Regions from separate parts of the Triticum aestivum genome. Here regions 1 and 2 are each linked to region 3. The links are chromatin contacts, called in public Hi-C maps. All regions are on one chromosome and are shown on one strand. Each heading gives the region's core, a stretch centred on a gene start, on an enhancer-like site or on the middle of the called end of the contact. The rest is flanking DNA. Distances are from core to core; before and after follow the strand shown. Region 1 holds the start of LOC123148937 (external alternative NAD(P)H-ubiquinone oxidoreductase B1, mitochondrial). Region 2 has its middle 19 kb from the start of LOC123153641. Region 3 holds the start of LOC123148940 (Holliday junction resolvase MOC1, chloroplastic).

Region 1 (2,818 bases), core at 49-2,548, 140 kb before region 3:
TGTGTAAAATCCTCGAACATATGACTGCAGGACAAGTTCTTTGTAGCATGTCTTGTACTGTAAATTCAGTTGAGCCTGTCACCGGTGTGACGGAAGAATTTGTGGCTGGTGACAGCATCAGGCCATGTCATGTTTGCCTACCTATGTTGTGCGTCAGGCCAAGCGTCTCTAAATAACCATCATTTGGTGCCTTGCTGGTGTGGTCATCATGTATAAATACGCAACATAGTGGAGTTGTCGGTGTTGGTTGGTTGTGTGCTGTTGTGGGTCAGAGCCTGTGCACCAGATCCAAAGGAAGTTACCAAGGCACCAGACCTTTACCCCTCAGATTTTGCAAGATAGGCTGGGTGTTCAGTTCTGTAATTGACGAAGATCTTTTTGATCCAGTTTCTTATTAATCAACATTGTTGCCTTATTGGTGTTTTGCCTGGAACGAAGTGGTCATAATTCAGTGCAATAGCTGGGGAACAAGGCCGTATGAATATAGTGTAGTAGGTTGAGACTTGAGACTTGAGACTTGCTATGCTTTTTTTTCTTTTTTTTTGTTGCTCTCAACAATCTTCATTTAGTACAGCATTGCAGTGATCAGCTGGAAGATCAGCAACAGTTTACAGTGTTATGTTTTCCCACTTTTTCCTTGTGCATTGTCCTAGCATCTTCATTACTGCTTTTAAGAGTTTACTCCCTTTTAGGCATGAGAAAAACTAAACCATGTAGTACAACAGTATGTGGTTCAACAGGAATGAATCCTGGAAACTGTACCTTTTAGGCCAAATTCTTCTTGTATATATATCTATTGTCAGATGTCGACTTGCCTGTCATTCTCTGCATCTGAAAAGATCTGAACATGTGTCCCTCTGTACACGGGCTGTCACTGTAAATAAGTTCAGCATAGCCTGCCACTTGTGTACGTATTTTCATAAACATCTGACCACGGCAGAATTTGTAGCTAGTGGCAGCATCAAGTGGTAAGCATGTCTTTTTTAGGGGGGATGTGCTAAGCATGTTACTTTTGCTTGCTTATTATGTCAGGTCAAACCACTCAAGATCTAATTAACCATCATCAGTGGTGCCTTGCTGGTGTGGTGATCGTGTATATATGAATAAAGATAGAGAAAGAAACATGATGCAGTGGTCACTGGCGGTGGTGTGCTGGTGTGGGTCAGCGCATGTGCACCAGATCAGATCCAGACGAAGTTACCAAGGAATCGATCAATCAGATCTTATCCCCAGAGTGTGGAGGTTGATAATCATTTGATTTGTGCAAAGACCGGTGAGCATTGCCATTGCCCAGCGGCCAGGTAAAGAGCAGAGCAGGTAGGCAGTTGGCCTGTTGCCCTCCACATCGCTTTCGATCTCCAGTCCTGCTTCGTTAAGTTTCAGTCGATTCTATATCCGTGAGACCTTACGTTTAAATCCGTGCAAATTTTTATTTTAGTTTTCTTTTTTGCATGTTATATCACTTGACTGGATCTTTTTTCTTATTTTTCTTGTATGTTATATCACTTGACTGGTTGTGGTTAAATCCGACTGAGACCTAGCCACACCCTTCAATCTTTTACCTATCTATAGACTATAGTACTGCACTAGTACCTGGCCTGATCAGCCTGATTTGGATTTAGCAGTGAGGCTGAGCTGAGAGGTCTGGGGCAGCGGAGGAAGCAGGATGGGCTTCTCCTTCTTCGCCTCTCGCGCTGCCGCCAGGTTCCTGGAGGACATCCGGCGCCCCTCCTCCGCCGGCGTCTCCACCGCGGCGCTCCTCCTCACGGCCGCCAGGTGCGTCCCCCACCCCCGATCCCCCATGCCCCCTCTAAAGTTCTTCCATTTCTTTTCCCCTTTCGTTGCGTGATGATGGTGATCCACTGTTCCTCGCCGCCCCTTTTGTCTGCTTTACCCTCTCTCTTTTTGTTCTTTCTCGTAGCTGCGTCCTTGGTCTAGCACTCTAGAATCTAGATAATCTTGGTCAACAGGGAGGTGATGTTCATGGAGTGGACATCCATCCATCCGTCCGATGTACTACTCCATGAACAGACACCATCCCCTGTACTTCATGAACAGTCCATTTTTGTCTGAATTTTGTCCCCAAAATCCACCACTGTTCTTCCGGATCGAGGTGGCTGGCCGCATTTGCGAGCCTCAGAGATTTTCTTCACTGGCTTTGCAGCGGCGGAGGCATTGTGGCCTATGCCGACTCCGCCAGGGCGGAGGAGGCTCCGGAGCCACCGCCCAGGAAGAAGAAGGTGGTGGTGCTCGGCACCGGCTGGGCCGGCACCTCCTTCCTCAAGAACCTCGACTCCTCCCGCTACGAGGTGAAGGTCATCTCGCCCCGCAACTACTTCGCGTTCACGCCCCTGCTGCCCAGCGTCACCTGCGGCACCGTGGAGGCGCGCAGCGTCGTCGAGCCGATACGGAGGATGTTCGAGAAGGTAACACCGTGGCTGCTGAACTGATGCTCTTGTGGTTGGTGTTATGCAGAGCTGTGGAGTAACACAGTGGCTGCCTCTCTCGCTCTTCTTTTTTGCAGAAGGGGAAAGATGTCGCGTATTATGAAGCAGAGTGCTTCAAAATCGATCCGACGAAGAAAGCCGTCCACTGCCGCTCTGCTGTTGGTACCAATTTGGATGGGAATGGCGATTTCATGGTTGATTATGATTACTTGGTCGTCGCTCTTGGGGCTACTGTCAATACATTTAACACTCCTGGTGTGATGGAGCATTGCCACTTTCTGAAGGTAAAATCCTGTGCAGCATTGTGTGTGTCTTTACTGTTCTGCTTTCTCTCATGTTTCAGTCCTGAGATGTAAGTTATTCTGTGTAAT
Region 2 (2,700 bases), core at 201-2,700, 150 kb after region 3:
TCTAATTAATGTGATTGAGTGATTTAAGGTAAGGTTAATTAATTTAGATTTGATCTTTAGAGATTGTTCATGATTGATTCTACATTACTAAATAACTTGCGCCAGTATGGAAAGTTCTGATATGTTCAGATTTCTTTCGTTGTGTGAGAGGGTGACGCGAAAATGAACCGAGGAAGTGGGGGGAGGGAACGAAAAAAATCTACAAAAAAAAACCAGCAAAGGTGGGAGGAGGTACCAAAAAAAATCATAGGAGGTGGGACGAAAAAAAACCTGGAAGCGAGACTACCAACTGCTCAATTAGGAGTAGAGATTCAATTATTTTTCAAGTTTAAAGAGTAAAGCGGGGCCTAGAGTATTCGTGCAATGGCATAATGGAGACAACAAGCGTGCCATCTTCATTAAGGGGACTTCCATGACAGTGTCCCCCTTTGCAGGCTGAGGCGTAAGCATTTGAGCTGGAAGCACAAGTAGCGAAAGCAATGGAAGCAGAGGAGCCAAATTTCTTAATAGATAGTCAACTGCTCCACAAGCTAGTACAAAAATGAACCCAGTTAAGTTCCTAAGGCATTGGATGATAAGACCTCGTCTTCACCAGTTTATTCAATTCACTCATGGAACTAATGCTAGAATCTTCAAGTTAAAAAGGAAGAACAACGGGATTGCTCACAAGCAAGCTCAGGATGCTTACAATCTTTTTGATTTTGGTACCTGCTTAGGTGTGTGGCATGATGCTTCTAATTGCCTTGTAAAAGTTGTTATCAGCTCACTTAGTGTGCAATCTTGCACACTGATGTTAGTGACATGTCTTGGAAGTTGGAATAAAGTTCTAAATTGACAAAAAAAATCATAGCAACCCTTTTTTTGAAAAACTTCTCCTTTATTCATCTAGCAAAATTGTAGCATCCTTTACAAGTAACGAAAGCATTTCAGCAGGTCGAATCCATCCATACTGAAGGAGGATAAAATTTAACTAGACTAGCAAGTTCATGCACTACTTTATTGCACTCTCTATTACAATAATCATAAGATACATGATTAAAAATATGAGGACATGAAATAGCCATCATAAATAATTGCGCTCGCCACCGAAGAAGAATTGCTATTTCTCAAAGCTTCTACTACCTCCAGGCTGTCCAAGTTGATCATGACCTTACTACCGCCCACAGTTTTGACACAGTTTAGCCCAAACCTAACTGTCAAAGCTTCTGCTATGAAAGAATCACAGCATATATATGTCTTCTTTTTCATTAGCTGCCTGATAACCCAGAAGTATAAAAGATTAATTATAATTTTTTCGATAAATAAAAATGTCGAATCCGAGAAGAAGCTAAAGGATACCGTAAGACCTCCCTGAGATTTCACAAATCTTGACGCACGCGTGGAAGCGTGACGCCCAGACGGCCGTAACAGATCAGCCAGGCTGGCCAGATGGACCCCACCACCGTGACGGTTGGTCAGTTCAGCCACGGAAAAATCCCCCTGGCCTAGCCGTTCAGAGATGGTCAATTCGAATCTCCCCACCGTCCTCCTATAAATTTCCCCCTCGTCTCCGGCGACATCCAGAATTCCATTTCCACACCACCACCGCTACGCTACACGAGAGGAGAGAGAAGCCGCCGAGAGAGAGAGAGAGAGAGAGAGAGAGAGAGAGAGAGAGAGCGGGCGCGCGCTCGGCGCCCGGCGGCGATGGGGGAGGAGTGGAAGGCGGTGGCGGGGAGGGCGGCGGAGTTCCTCCACCCGGTCCACGCCATCGACGAGCACGCCGTGGATGCGCGGCTCCCCAGGCTCATCAGCGGCGCCTCCGACGCGCTCAACCTGCGCCGTGGCAACCTGGCCAACTACAGGGCCGGGGTCGGGCAGATCGCCGACCCGATCCAACAGCCGGTCCTCCCCTGGACCCCCCTCAGCCAGGCCATCTCGATGCTCGGCGAGCACCACCAGCTTCACACCGCGGGCGCCCGCTTCCTCGCCCTCTACGGCGAGCACCTCGCCTTCCTGCTGCCCGGCGAGGCGGCTCAGAGGGACCTCGTCCTCTTCCCACGCCTCGAGCAGGAGACCCACGCGTGCTGGGAGCAGTGGCTTGTGAACAGGGCCGAGGCCATGGACCGCAAGCGCGACGTGTCCCGGAAGCTTCGCCTCGCCGTCGCCTACGACACAGCGTGCTTTGACGACGTCAACGTCGCCTGGCTGCTGCCCGCCGACTCCCCGATCTGGCAGCGGCACGCGTGGATACAGGCGGCCGAGTCGCACGCCGCGCGCGCCCATCACCAGGCCACCGCGGCGGCGGAGGACGCGCTCCAGATGAGCGCCGCCGTCTTCTTGGAGTCCTGGTACGCCACGGCCATCCTGGGCTGCACCTGAACATCCAGCCTCTTCCGATCATGGTACCACATTGGTGCTGCAGCGTGGTCGACCTTTGTTTCTGCACGAGACTTCTAGTAGTTCTTACCGCTAGTGATTTTGTCTGCGGATAAACATCTCGTTTTGTTCGTCGGTGTGATTCTTCGTCGAACTCCTGAAACTCCTGATCGTTGAGAATGTTAGCTAGATAGAATAGATGCACATTTGGTCTGCTTCTGCTAGTTTTGATGTTTGCCGTCTTGCGTTTTCGACAAGAGATTTTGTCTGTAGAAAAGCATATCGGCGGCTGTTCATCTACTGTTTGGACTAAAGAATCCTCAAGTCCTCCTGATAAATGTT
Region 3 (2,758 bases), core at 13-2,512:
TGGCAGCTTTGGGCGTGGGCTCGTCGGCCACCACCTTGGCGGCCCCGAACGCGGCGACGCCTCCCCTCGTGCTGTTCGTGGCCCTGGCGATGGACTGCCTCCTCGCCCTGGGGCTCATGCTGGAGCTCCTCGCCTTGGCCCTGCTCGCCGCCGTGCCTTGCTTGCTGCTGTCGAGCGGCTGCCTGGCGTTGCTCGACGGCCAGAGCTTAGCGGGGACCGCGGGCTGCTGCCTGGAAGCCTGCCCTTCTTCGCGGATGGCGTTCAGCTTGCCGGGGAACGGCTTGACCCGCGCCGCGCCCGCCGCGGCCACGGGCTTGGTGCCGCCGCTGATGCCGTGCTGGATCTCCATCGGGCCGAGGCTGACGCCCCTGCGGCGCTGCACGGGCGGCTCCTTGATCGGCTTCAGGATGCGGCTTGCGGGGGCAGCGCCCTGCTGCTGCTGCTGCTGACGCGCGGCGGGGGCCTTGGCGGGGTTCGCGGCGGCGATGTCGAGCGGGCCGATGCTGAGCCCCCTGCCGCCCCGCGACGCCGGGAACTGCTGCTTGGCGGCGGGCCTGGGCTTCTGCGCGGGGGGCGGGGGCTGCTGCTTCTCCGGGAGAGGGAGCAGGTTGTCGGGGTCCGCGGCGGCGGCGAGGAGGTCGTCGTCGAGGGGGGCGAGGCCGAGCCCCTTCGCCCGCGGCCGCGTCCCGGTGGACTTGGCGTTGGCGTCGTGGCCCCTGGAGACGCGGAGGTGGTGGAGGCGGGAGGAGAGGCGCAGGATCTCGGCCTCGATGCGCGCGATCTCGGCGTCGGCGTCGGCGTCGTCGGTCTCAGCGGGGCGGCGGTTCTCCTTCTCGCCCCTGCGCACGGGCGTGGCGTGCGCGTGCCAGGCGTTGGAGGAGGCGGAGTTGGAGCCGTCGAAGGCGGCGTTGTTCCACACGTGCACCAGCGGGATCAGCGGGTCCTCCTCCATCATCGCCGCCGCCGCCGCCGGGGACGCTCCCCCCTTACCCTCCGTCTCCTTCCGCTGCGGCGGCGAAATCGAACGGGGATCAGAGCCGGTAACAAGCGAGCGAGCGATTAGCGGGTCGAGATTGGGGAGGGGTCGGCGGGGTACCTGGATGGGTGGACTCGAGCGATTGATGAAGGATTCCTGCGTGATTAGGGGCGCGGTTTGGTGGTTGGGTCGGAGGATTATGAGGGGATTTGTTTCTCGTCGCCTGGTTTGAAATGGGGGTGGGGAGGGGGGAACGGATGCGGATGCGGCGCGTGCGCGGAGGGGAAGAGGAGGGGAGGGTTTAAGAGGCAGGCGCGAGTCGACCGTTGGGGCAAGGGAGCGGAAGGGGGGAGGGGAGCAAGGAGAGGAGGAGTAGTCGACGTTCGCTAGACGTTGAGTGGGTCCACCAAACGTCGCTCCCTCCTCTGCTTTTCGCCCCATCCGCATGATGCGGAGGAAAGATTACTTTTCAAAGGCGTGCTAGGCAAAATATATATATATATATATATACTACTCCATGTTCGTGGAAACAAAATCCAACAATGAATACAGGTGAGCAGTAAACCTTTTTTTCCATCAAGTTTGGATTGCTTACCACGAGTGTCACGCACTACAACGATGGAGTATTTCAGTGTTTACCGACGCACGTGTAAGTAAGTACTCCTTTCATTCCACAATGTAGTGCTTCCTTTATCCACGTGCTTCAACTTTGACCGTAAATTTAACTAGCAAGACCGATTGCGGCGGGAGCAAAAATTATATCAGTGAATTCGTATTTAAAAGAAGTTTTCAATTATATAAATTTTTTTCTCCCGCCGCAATTGATCTCGCTGGTTAAATTTATGGTCAAAGTTGAATCTCAGAAAGCGCGGACGCACTATATTTTGGATGGAGAGAGTACTTAGTACCGTAGAAAATGTGTACCATACTTCCTTGAATCTTCTCCCAGTACTTGCTCATTTCTTATTTATTTCTTTGAACACTACTTGTTCCTTTCCTTGGAGGGACGCATCTGAGGCTGCGCCTGCGTGCCCGCTTTCCACCGGTACTCTACAAATCAGCGCCCGGATGCACGCGGAAAATGGGCAGAGAACCAGAGCTGAGCTCCCCTGTTTCCCTCCTGTTTAAGGGCTCGGCCGATCTGAATTCGAATGTGCCGGCGAGCACACGCCAACGCCATCAACCATTCTTAAATTGCCACTCAAAACGTACGTGCTTGCTTGCGACGTCATAGTATATGTGTGACGCCCTGAGACCGTTGCGCCAGGTGTCTTCAAGTTATTCGTTGTCATTGCCATGCCATTTGCTTGTGTGTTGCATCTTGTTATGTCATCACATGTGCATTGTATCATCATATTTTTTTAAACTTGCATTCGTCTAGGTTTCTCAGTTCTTTCCATTGCCCGTTCTGAGCCTAGACACACTTGCACGCGCCTGCGGCACGTCTAAAATATTATTTTATAGGTGACCGAAAAATATTCTTGGAATGGAATGAAAGTTGGCGTGTTGTCTTATTATAGTGTAGATAGACCGCCTGTCAAGTTTCATCGCATTTGGAATCCGTTTGACGCCCTAACGGATAAATATAGCGGCAATAGTAGCCGGTCAAACGTCGGACGTTTTCGGTCTCCGGAAACAGTCGCCGGGTCTCTCTCTTCTCTTCTCTCAGCCCGAGGCTTTCTGCACATCCCACTACCACTCATCGCCAGGCCCAACCTAACCTTTCTTGTCAGCCCGCGGCCCTCCTCGCGCACGTTCGAAAGTTGTCCCGAGACCGACCCG

The links. Hi-C and Micro-C count contacts between places; a contact is called where the count stands out from the background.
Region 1: a Hi-C map of leaf shows a contact between it and region 3, with 3 times the contacts expected there. The contact joins the promoter of LOC123148937 here to the promoter of LOC123148940 in region 3. A contact is called at or near these places in 3 of 5 Hi-C or Micro-C datasets (all in leaf).
Region 2: a Hi-C map of leaf shows a contact between it and region 3, with 4 times the contacts expected there. The contact joins the enhancer-like site here to the promoter of LOC123148940 in region 3. A contact is called at or near these places in 2 of 5 Hi-C or Micro-C datasets (leaf and root).

The regions. Positions count from the first base shown.
Region 1 is chr7A:647,124,174-647,126,991 of IWGSC CS RefSeq v2.1, forward strand. It overlaps LOC123148937 (external alternative NAD(P)H-ubiquinone oxidoreductase B1, mitochondrial), which reads left to right and starts at 1,299. Exons shown (of 11, transcript XM_044568463.1): 1 at 1,299-1,317; 2 at 1,626-1,776; 3 at 2,165-2,426; 4 at 2,525-2,731. The coding sequence starts at 1,667.
Region 2 is chr7A:647,410,796-647,413,495 of IWGSC CS RefSeq v2.1, forward strand. No RefSeq gene overlaps it. Among protein-coding and RNA genes, the nearest start is that of LOC123153641, 19 kb to the right of the region's middle. Within about 2 kb of position 1,451, at least 2 of the 8 cell types and tissues checked have an H3K27ac peak or open chromatin away from gene starts, as enhancers often do. A contact at or near this core is called in leaf, where this site is marked.
Region 3 is chr7A:647,265,630-647,268,387 of IWGSC CS RefSeq v2.1, forward strand. LOC123148940 (Holliday junction resolvase MOC1, chloroplastic) reads right to left here and starts at 1,263. Exons shown (of 2, transcript XM_044568465.1): 1 at 1,097-1,263; 2 at 1-1,006. The coding sequence starts at 955.